Linked DNA regions of Sus scrofa: all the other regions are linked to region 2. A link is a contact called in public HiChIP or PLAC-seq data. All regions are on one chromosome and are shown on one strand. Each heading gives the region's core, a stretch centred on a gene start, on an enhancer-like site or on the middle of the called end of the contact. The rest is flanking DNA. Distances are from core to core; before and after follow the strand shown. Region 1 overlaps GPR157 (G-protein coupled receptor 157). Region 2 overlaps H6PD (GDH/6PGL endoplasmic bifunctional protein). Region 3 has its middle 51 kb from the start of SLC25A33.

Region 1 (3,179 bases), core at 477-2,976, 130 kb after region 2:
GACGCACAGGCCTCGTGTACTCCAGGCGCCTGCACACGGGCCCAGATTCTGGGACGTGGGGACAAGTCGCAGTGACAACAGTGGCAGTGACCCCCCCAGGGTCAACACTGACACCCTGTGTTGGGTATAATGTCGAGGAGTTTATTTATTTTTACTTATTTATTTATTTATTTATTTATTTTTGAGAGCCGTACCCACAGCCTATGGAGGTTCCCAGGCTAGGGGTCTAATTGGAGCTGTAGCCACCAGCCTATACCATAGCCACAGCAACACAGGATCCAAGCCGAGTCTGTGACCCACACCACAGCTCACGGCAACTTAACCCACTGATACTCCTTAACCCACTGATATCCCTCAAGGCCCTGGCATCATCCCCACATTGTGGAGAAGACACTGGCGTGTTGCAGCCAAGTGGGGCGGGCCGAGACCCAGACCTAGGCTTGTTGCAGTCCAAGCACTTAACCACCTGCCAAGGGGCCACGTAGCTTGTGTGTGTGGTTAAACCCACCCCGACAATTTAAAAGGCAGGGCTGGGTGAGGAGGCTGGTATGGGGACCACTGAGGGGGGCATGGCCCTAATCCCAGCTGTGTTGCTATTGCTGTAACCTCTAGAAAAGTCAGCCTGGCACTGCCTGAGATTGGGGGTCTGGTGGCCCTTGGGGTCCTCGCCAAGGCCTGTCCCTCCCCATAGAGCAAGGAGGCCTCAGGACTGGGGAGACATGTCTGCCCAGAGCCCCTCTTCCCTCTTTTGGTTCCTGTCGCAGGTGCGTGGAGCCTGGAATCCCCCACCCAGACAACTGCAAGCCTAGCATGTGCCCCCGCCAGACCCAGGCCGGCCCTGGAGGCCTGAGTGTTGGTGGGGTGCGTGGATGAGGCTTGCATGTGGGGGCTGGCGCACGCAGGCTGGTGCAAAGGCCCCTGGGTGCCGGAGGGAGCTGCCACCCCGGCCACAGCATCCTAGCACCAGTCTCCAGGGAGCCTGGCAGTTCTGGAAGCAAACCCGGCCTCTGAGGGGTTTGGGGGTCGGGTGAGGGTCTGGCCAGACAGGTGGTCAGCACGTCCCCTGTGTCCTCCTCCCTGGGCTCTGCAGGACCCCCTGCCCACCTTTTCTCCAGGGACACGGTCTGCTCCAGGCTCCGGAAGACCATCCTCCTTGCGGGCAGAGCGTCCTGGTCACTTCACCCTCACTGGCTGTGCCGGAGCCAGGCCTGACCTCACCGCCTCCATGTGCTCCTTACTCCTCAGCTGGGGGTCCCGCTGGCCATCACCATGGCAGCTGTGGCCCTAAAGAAGATTGGCTACGATGCCTCGGATGTGTCGGTGGGCTGGTGCTGGATCAACCTGGAGGCGGAGGACTACGTCCTGTGGATGCTACTGACCGGGAAGCTGTGGGAGATGCTGGCCTACATCATGCTGCCCCTGCTCTACCTTCTCGTCCGGAAGCACATCAGCAGAGCGGTAGGCACCCTTCGGGGCCCTGTGCAGAGCTCTGTGTGGCCACTGGGTCCTGGCATCGGGGTCAGCCACCCAGGTCGAGGAACAGGCCAGAGTGACAAAGGGTGACACTGAATTAGGAGCATGGTGGGCGGGTCCTGCCGTAACTGCGGGTGTGGGTCGAGGAAGCAGGGGTTCACCAAGGCTAGGGTGACAGTCTCCCCCAACTCGCCCGGCTCTGCATGCGCGCGGCTGTGGGATCCTGGAGGCTGAGCCACAGCGCTCTACTGCCCCCTCCTGGACAGACTGCTGTGGTCGCTTAACCCTGAGAGGAATGCAGGTGAAAGATGAGCAGTATTCAAATAAAAATTGAACTGGCATGTCCCGGGGAGGAGAGGCCATGGAATTTCATAATCACTGATACAGATAACTCACTTCATTATCTTTGGTGGTTCAACTATCCACGGTCGACTTTTCAGGCTCTCAAGCATTCGTAAATCAATACGCGGGGCTGGCCAGTGGTCTTGGAAACTAATAACAACTTGGGCTGGCCAGAACTTCTAGGAGAGGATGGTTTTCCTCTGATAATCTGGCCAAATTGTTTTTTGTTCTGGACAACCGGTTCAAGATGTCAAGTAAATGAAGTTAAAAATAATAGCTTACACATAGTGAGCACTGATTTTTAACACCATTAATTAATTAATTAAAAAAATTTTTTTTGTCTTTTGTCTTTTTAGGGCTGCACCCACGGCATATGGAAGTTCCCAGGCTAGGGGTCCAATCAGAGCTGGAACTGCCAGCCTACACCACAGCCATAGCAACTTGGGATCCGAGCCGCATCTGTGACCTACACCACAGCTCATGGCAATGCCAGATCCTTAACCCACTGAGAGAGCCCTGGGATGGAACTAGTTGGGTTCTTAACCTGCTGAGTCACCGCGGGAACATCCTTAGTGCGTTTTATTTTTTATTTTTTATTTTTTTATTTTTTGTCTTTTTTTTTTTGCCATTTCTTGGGCCGCTTCCATGGCATATGGAGGTTCCCAGGCTAGGGGTCAAATTGGAGCTGTAGCTGCCAGCCTACGCCAGAGCCACAGCAACGCAGGATCCGAGCCGAGTCTGCAATCTACACCACAGCTCATGGGCAACGCCGAATCGTTAACCCACTGAGCAAGGCCAGGGATCGAACCCTCAACCTCATGGTTCCTAGTCGGATTCGTTAACCACTGCGCCACGACGGGAACTCCCCTTAGTGCGTTTTAATTGAGCATCTCCTATGCAGTTCGAGTTTGTTCGTTTCTTTTTTTTCTTTCTTTTTTTTTTTTTTTTTGGCTTTTCTAGGGCCACTCCCTTGGCATATGGAGGTTCCCAGGCTAGGGGTTGAATCGGAGCTGTAGCCGCCGGCCCACGCCACAGCCACAGCAATGCAGGATCCGAGCTGCGTCTTCGACCTACACTACAGCTCACGGCAACGCTGGATCCTTAACCCACTGAGCGAGGCCAGGGATCGAACCTGCAACCTCATGGTTCCTAGTCGGATTCGTTAACCACTGAGCCGTGATGGGAACTCCAAGTTTGCGAGTTTCTAATGAGAACTCAAATCCTGCCCGAGAGGAGGCAGAAGTGTCATTACGATGGAAGGTAAACCAGGATGTGGCTGGAGCAGTAACACAGGTTTACGTGACAGACTTCAAGCTCATCCTGCTGGTGTGGTGCCTGTGTTTCTCTCTTGGTCTGAGTTTTCA
Region 2 (3,342 bases), core at 803-3,302:
GGGGAAGGGATGCCGTGGGACATTTTTCAGCTCTCAGGTGGATGGACGGCTCCCGCTGTGCCACATGAGTGGCCCCCTTGGCACCTCTAGAGTTTATCTTTTGCAGGGGAGGGGGCCTGACACCACAGCCACTTCACCCTCGTGTCACCACTGGCCTTTCCTGTGACTTGTCCACTCCCTGACGCAGACACGCTGCCGGGTAGCATCTCTAACAACGGATTGAGGTCCGCCGGGCCCCATCTGCTTAAGATAAAACCAGAGCTGGGTAAAGCTGGTACAGAGGCTACTTCTGTGAGGTTGTATATTTTTGTTGGAAAAAAAAGATTCTGTTGGAGTTTCCGTCATGGCTCAGTATTTAACGAACCCAACAAGTATCCATGAGGACATGGGTTCAATTCCTGGCCTCACTCAGTGGGTTAAGGATCTGGCATTGCCATGAGCTGTTTTGTAGGTTGCAGACACAACTGGGATCCCACATTGCCGTGGCTGTGGCGTAGGCTGGCAGCTGTAGGTCTCATTTGACCTCTGGCCTGGGAACCTCCATATGCCTCAGGTGCAGCCCCCAAAACACAAAAGACCAAAAAAAAAAAAAAAAAAAGTCTTTTTCCGAAAACTTCCTTGTAGAAAACGGTCCCTCAAGCTTCTGTGCAAGCCTCTCCTTGCTTCCTCTATCATGCTATCCCCAGCTTCTGGACAATCGGGAAGGGGAAAGCTCTCAAATCAGGCAGACCAAGCCTGTGCGTTCTGGAAAGACAGCCCTGGAGGGAAGAGTCTGACCGTCGCCCCCTGGCAGAGGGCATGGGCTGTGGAGCTAAACTGAAGGCCCAGGAGCAGGACTCACACTCCGTCCACAGAGAAATGAGAGGCAGGGCAGGTCAGCAAGACTACGGATGCTAACAGCGCTGAGCAGCAAAGCTTGCTTCTGGAGCAAAGTCGGAATCTAGCTTACAGCAACCTGGGAAGCCCCTGAGATCGGGCCCAGCAGCCAACGGAACTAATGCCTGCTCCAGAGATGGGATGTGACGAGGCCTCCCTGCTGCCTTTCTTGGGCCACAGGGCGCAGGCGGGCCTCTGACCTGGGGTCCCCTCAGGGAGGCTGGGCTCTGGGCACCGCGGCTGGGAGGTAGGTGGCCGTGCAGGATGGCTAGGAACACCCACCCAGAACCCCGAAGCCTTGGGCTGCACGTCTGGCTCAGAACTGCTGGCCTGCTGCCATTTAGACAAGACCAGTTTCAGTTTCAAAATGATCAGTAAATGAGGATCCATCCACCTCCTCAAAGGAGGGCTGAAAAGATGAAACAAGACCACGAGGGCAAAACGCTCAGGACTGAGCCTGGTACCCATGGCCCCTCTGTAAGGGACACAGCGTCGTGGCTCCCACAAGCCCCAGGCTCCTGGTTGGCGTGTCTTCACCCCCTGCTCCCGGCCCCCGCAGACGGAGCCAGGAATGGGAAGCCTGGCTACCAGTCCCAGTGCCGTCAGGTGAGAGCTGGGTGCCCGTGCCCCCTTCCAAACCTCGGGGCGGGGGGCTCGGCTGATACCACAGGGTAAAGTCGGGTTAGAGCAGCACTTTTCCAACCACGTGTCATCTTGATTTAGCAAATGACAGGCAGCATTTAAAAAAAAAAAATGAAACATAGAAAAGAGAAGGTATCTGGAAGTCTCAGGGTGAGAAGTCCTTTGTGAAACTTCGGCTCGAGATGCAGATTTCTGTGCCCCTGGCCCATGATGCAAAGTGTGTTTCTTGCTGTGGATCATGGTCCAAAAAGCTTGAAAACCACCGGCAGAGGTGGCCCAGTTCAGAGAACTCTCCTTCCTGGCAGAGGGTGAGGCAGGGACAGCGGGGCCGAGCGGCCAGAAGCAGGATTTCAGACAGGGTCTCCCAGTGGGCTTTTCTGGTGTGGCTTTAAGACAGCGCTTGATTCCGTAAAGGAGACCTTGGCCCTTTCTGTCCCCACCCCGTCCCCCCCCACGGGCTCTCCACCGATGCAGGCGCCGTTTTGAGGCAAGGAGCTCTTCTGAGAATAGGACATGCCAGGCTCAGGCTCACCGTGACTCACTATTATTCAGAAACAGTGACATCAGGCGTCTGCTTGCTCCTTGTCCCGCAGTGACACTATCTCTTTGGTGGCGCAACCGCAGAGGAAGAAGTTCCTGAGGAACTGGTAGGGGGAGGGGTGCCCAGCACCAAGGGCCCAGGGAGGCAGATGATGGAAACGCAAAGAACAGGGCGGAACCTGCCAAGGGGGGCACTGCCACCGAGGCCCAGAGCCCAGACCGAAGGGGTGGGGCAAGGGCGCCCCCACGTGGCCAGAGGTGGCACCTGGCCTGCAACCAGGGGTCCGCTCCTGCACCTGGGCCCACCAAGCGCATCAAAGCTAAGATGCCTACTCTTGGAAAGTGAGGAGATGTGTTGACCCGGGCACTTTGTTCTGTTCTGCCAAGGTGAGCTCTTGGCATAGAGAGAGGTGCCCTGTCTGGCCTGGGGCGCTGGAGGCCAGGGGAAGCCAAATTTCAAGCAGTGCCATCATATGCAGAGCCTGTCCAGCTAGGTGCCCATCTCACATACGCTCATCTCAGAGGAAAGCAAGAATTCTTATAAATTCTTTTTTTTTTTTTTTTTTTTTTTTTTTTGTCTTTTTGCCTTTTCTAGGGCCGCACCCGCGGCATATGGAGGTTCCCAGGCTAGGGGTCCAATCGGAGCTGTAGCCACTGGCCTACGCCAGAGCCACAGCAACGCAGGATCTGAGCCGTGTCTGCAACCTACACCACAGCTCACGGCAACGCCGGATCCTTAACCCACTGAGAGAGGCCAGGGATCAAACCCGCAACCTCATGTTTCCTAGTCGGATTCATTAACCACTGAGCCATGACAAGAATTCCGATAAATTCTTAAAGCAGAATAAACAGGCTTGAGAAAAGTGTAAAACAATCAAAAGTAGAGAAGCAGATTTTGTGATGCTTCTCCTCCCCCAGGAAAGCCCTTGGTGTGACCTTGGCACTTTGTGTCTGCCAGATCAGATGCATCTGCCTGATACAAACCCTTAACTGTAAGACAGGGAAGAGGTTATACAGAAAAACCTGTCTTACCCTTTATCGCCATGTCTTGGGGGCCTGGCTCTGTGGGACACTGAATAAAAATGAAATGGGCATCCCGGAGATCCCTGGTGGCTAGTAGCAGTAAAAGATTTGGCGTGGTCACTGCTGTCACTCGGGTTTGATCCCTGGCCTGGGAACTTCTGCCTGCCCATGGGCGTAGCCAAAAAAAAAAAAAAGTAAATGCATCCTGAGAATTTTGAAATCTTTAAAAAGAATTTCAGAGACACCTGCCTTGGGGCATCT
Region 3 (3,124 bases), core at 592-3,091, 190 kb before region 2:
TCATGGCAACACCGGATCCTTAACCTACTGAGCGAGGCCAGGGATCAAACCTGCATCCTCATGGATGCTAGTTGGGTTTTTTAACTGCTGAGCCACAATGGGAACTCCCTTTTCTTTTCTTTTCCCCCTGCTCTCTCCCTTCTTAAACCTCTGAGGGTTTGGGACCGGCAGTAGACTTTAAGCCAGAGGTAATTCTGGGCATGGCCACTGCCCAAGCCACTGCCCACCGCAGCAGCCCTGGAGACCTGGGTGGTTGGTCCAGAAGCTGAGCTCATGTGTTTTCATGAGACCTGCTGGAGCGGGCTCCAGTGAGGTGCCAAGGACGTCTTGTTCACCAGCTGTACCTGTTTTCCTCCCGGCTTTGGGTGGTGGAAGGGGGCTGTGCTGCGTGGGGTGTGAGGCTGAAGTCGACTGTTCCCAAAGGCTCGGAAGCTGGATTTCCATCATCACTTGGCACCAAAGATGCGCAGAGGCCGCCGCTGTGAAAGGGCTGGTCTCGGGGAAGAGCTGTTGGTGCTGGAATTGTGAAGGGGAAAGGGGGTTTTGGCTCATACTCTGGGCCTTATAAACCCTTCATGCTGGGGTCTGGGCAGAGCCCAGAGCTGCCTTGGGGCTCTCCCAGAATGCGCATGCATGAGCTTCGGAGTCAATGGGAGTTTGAATCCAATCTCTCCTCCTCCGGTTGCCTGGCATCAGCTGGCTACGGTGGGACCAGGGCCTCTGGTCCCTGGACAGGGCACAGGGAGTGCTCTCTCTGGCTGAGCGGAGCTCTGGGCTCCTGCTCGAGCCGGGGACGAGCTCCACCCGCAGGTCCGATCTGAACGATGTTTCAGGGATTCTCAGGACATGCTTCTGGACCTGCCTGCATCCAGTCACCTGAGGTTCAGCATCCTGTGTCTCATGCAGACCCTGGCTCCACCTTCCCGACTAGCCGACTGGGTCAGACCCTCTGAGAGGGATTTTACAAAGTCCTTTTTGGGATTCGCTCATAAACTGAAGTTACAGAGTGACTGGAGGATGGGACCATGTTTTGCTCTTGAGAGCTGAGCATTTCCCTCCTGCCGGGACGTGCAGAGGAGGAATTCCCGCAGGTGCTGGGGCTCCGGCAAAAATGTTGCAGGGGGTGGAGTTCCTTTGCGATGCAGTGAGTTAAAGATGCGGCATGGACTCAGATCCCGAGGTGCTGTGGCCAGCAGCTCCAGCTCCAGTTTGACTCCTAGCCTGGGAACTTTTTTTTTTGTCTTTTTGTCTTTTCTAGGGCCGCTCCCGCGGCATATGGAGGTTCCCAGGCTAGGGGTCCAATCAGAGCTGTAGCCGCCGGCCTACGCCACAGCCACAGCAACGCGGGATTCGAGCCATGTCTGCCACCTACACCACAGCTCATGGTAACGCCGGATCGTTAACCCACTGAGCAAGGCCAGGGATCAAACCTGCAACCTCATGGTTCCTAGTCAGATTCGTTAACCACGGAGCCACGATGTGAACTCCTAGCCTGGGAACTTTCTTATGCCACGGCTGTAGCCCTAAAAAGCAAAAAATAAAAAAAAAAAAAAGGACATACAGTTAATATATGGTAAGGCCTTGATAAACATTCACCGTTATCCCTGTGCCTCCTTCCCCCGTAGGAGCCTCAGCAGTGGGTCCAGGGTGCACCCGGCCCCGCAGGTGCCCTGCCTCGCTGCTCAGCCTCCTGGCTTCCTGGGGCTGGTACCCGCCCCCTCCCCTGGCTCCGGGGGTGGGGGCTGGAACGGGAACAAGGAGGGGGCCAGAAGGGCAGGCCAAGGGTCAAGAATGTGAACCGCTATGAATCATGGCACGTGGGCCAGTGGCTGCCTGCTGACACATCACACCCCAGGCCAGGACAGCGGTGACCTCATCCTGGTGTCCAACACGCAGGGCCCCTCCCGGCACCGCCCGATGCTCCAACGTTGTCCAGAGGGAGCAGTCTGCACCCCACCCTTGCCCAAATGTGTGTGCTTTTCCCACCCCTGCGCACGCAGCAGGACAAGCCGATGGGCCGAGCCAAGCCGGGAGTGGAGGTTTATTATGTGGATGCTTTGGAATGGGCGAGGCAAACAGTTTCCACTGCCCTGCGGGCAGCAGCATCGTAAATCCTGGAAGAGGCATCGTGCATCTGCCACAGCTGCGTGGGGAGAGGGTGACAGGATGGGCTTCACGGGGACTCGTTGCCAGGGCTGGCGTCCCCTTCTCTCCCAGATGGGGAAACTGAGGCTCTGCGTGGCCAAGGACCTGCTGTGCACCTCCAAGTCCAAGAGCGGTCCTGCAGCAGAGCCCGGCATGGAACCGAGAATTTATCTCTGGTGAACTTCAGTTCACTTCCCAGACCTGGTCCTCCTTTTCTCAGCCACTGCTGCGAATCTCAGTTCCTCTGCTCCTGGGTCTGGGGTGTGCCCTGTGGAGTCAGAGCCGTGGGGTCCTGGGCTCTAGAAACAACAATTTTTTTTTTCTTTTTATGACTGCACCTGTGGCATATGGAGGTTCCCAGGCTAGGGGTTGAATCGGAGCTGCAGCTGCCCGCCTACACCACAGCTCACAGCAACACCGGATCCTTAACCCCCTGAGCAAGGCCAGGATGGAACCCAGATCCTCACAGGCAGTATCTCGGATTCTTAACCCAATGAGCCACAGCGGGAACTCCTAGAAACAACACCGAAGTTCTGAAAATGAGGGTTGTCTATCTTCTGCAGTGATTGGAGCTCCTAGAACTCCCTCCGTGCCCATCCCACCTTCAGAAAATTTTCCCCAGGTTCTGGATCTGGGTTCCTGGCCACCATTCTTTCAGCCAGACGGCTGTCAGCAAGAATTTTAGGAGAGTGGGTCCCTGAGTGTCCTGCGTACACGCAGCCCCTAACCTGTCCTCGGAGTCCCCGCAGGAGGGACCAACAGGCTTCCTGGCAGCTGAGCCAAGTCCTTGCCTGGGCTTTGCCTGGGCATCTGGAACAACTGGCAGGGCCACTTTGAGCTCCCCAAGGCTCCCGTGTGTTTATTTAACCGTCATAACTTGAAGCCAATATTTAAGCATCACCAAGGCAACAGCCCAAATCTCCCAGCCCTTGGCCCCCAGCCAGCCCCAAGGGGACAAGGGGAGGAGGGGACCAAGGAA

The links. HiChIP or PLAC-seq counts read pairs in DNA pulled down with a chosen protein or histone mark.
Region 1: an H3K27ac HiChIP or PLAC-seq map of alveolar macrophages shows a contact between it and region 2. The contact joins two enhancer-like sites. A contact is called at or near these places in 1 of 47 Hi-C or Micro-C datasets (embryonic fibroblasts) and 2 of 2 datasets of contacts at active chromatin or transcription factors (alveolar macrophages and skeletal muscle).
Region 3: an H3K27ac HiChIP or PLAC-seq map of alveolar macrophages shows a contact between it and region 2. The contact joins two enhancer-like sites. A contact is called at or near these places in 2 of 47 Hi-C or Micro-C datasets (embryonic fibroblasts and omental adipose tissue) and 2 of 2 datasets of contacts at active chromatin or transcription factors (alveolar macrophages and skeletal muscle).

The regions. Positions count from the first base shown.
Region 1 is chr6:69,563,253-69,566,431 of Sscrofa11.1, reverse strand. It overlaps GPR157 (G-protein coupled receptor 157), which reads left to right. Exons shown (of 4, transcript XM_021095284.1): 2 at 1,246-1,458. Among named protein-coding and RNA genes, the nearest start is that of GPR157, 17 kb to the left of the region's middle. Within about 2 kb of position 1,726, at least 5 of the 83 cell types and tissues checked have an H3K27ac peak or open chromatin away from gene starts, as enhancers often do. A contact at or near this core is called in alveolar macrophages, where this site is marked.
Region 2 is chr6:69,695,156-69,698,497 of Sscrofa11.1, reverse strand. H6PD (GDH/6PGL endoplasmic bifunctional protein) reads right to left here. Exons shown (of 5, transcript XM_021095286.1): 5 at 1-3,342. Among named protein-coding and RNA genes, the nearest start is that of SPSB1, 24 kb to the left of the region's middle. Within about 2 kb of position 2,052, at least 18 of the 83 cell types and tissues checked have an H3K27ac peak or open chromatin away from gene starts, as enhancers often do. A contact at or near this core is called in alveolar macrophages and omental adipose tissue, where this site is marked.
Region 3 is chr6:69,881,923-69,885,046 of Sscrofa11.1, reverse strand. No RefSeq gene overlaps it. Among named protein-coding and RNA genes, the nearest start is that of SLC25A33, 51 kb to the left of the region's middle. Within about 2 kb of position 1,841, at least 17 of the 83 cell types and tissues checked have an H3K27ac peak or open chromatin away from gene starts, as enhancers often do. A contact at or near this core is called in alveolar macrophages and omental adipose tissue, where this site is marked.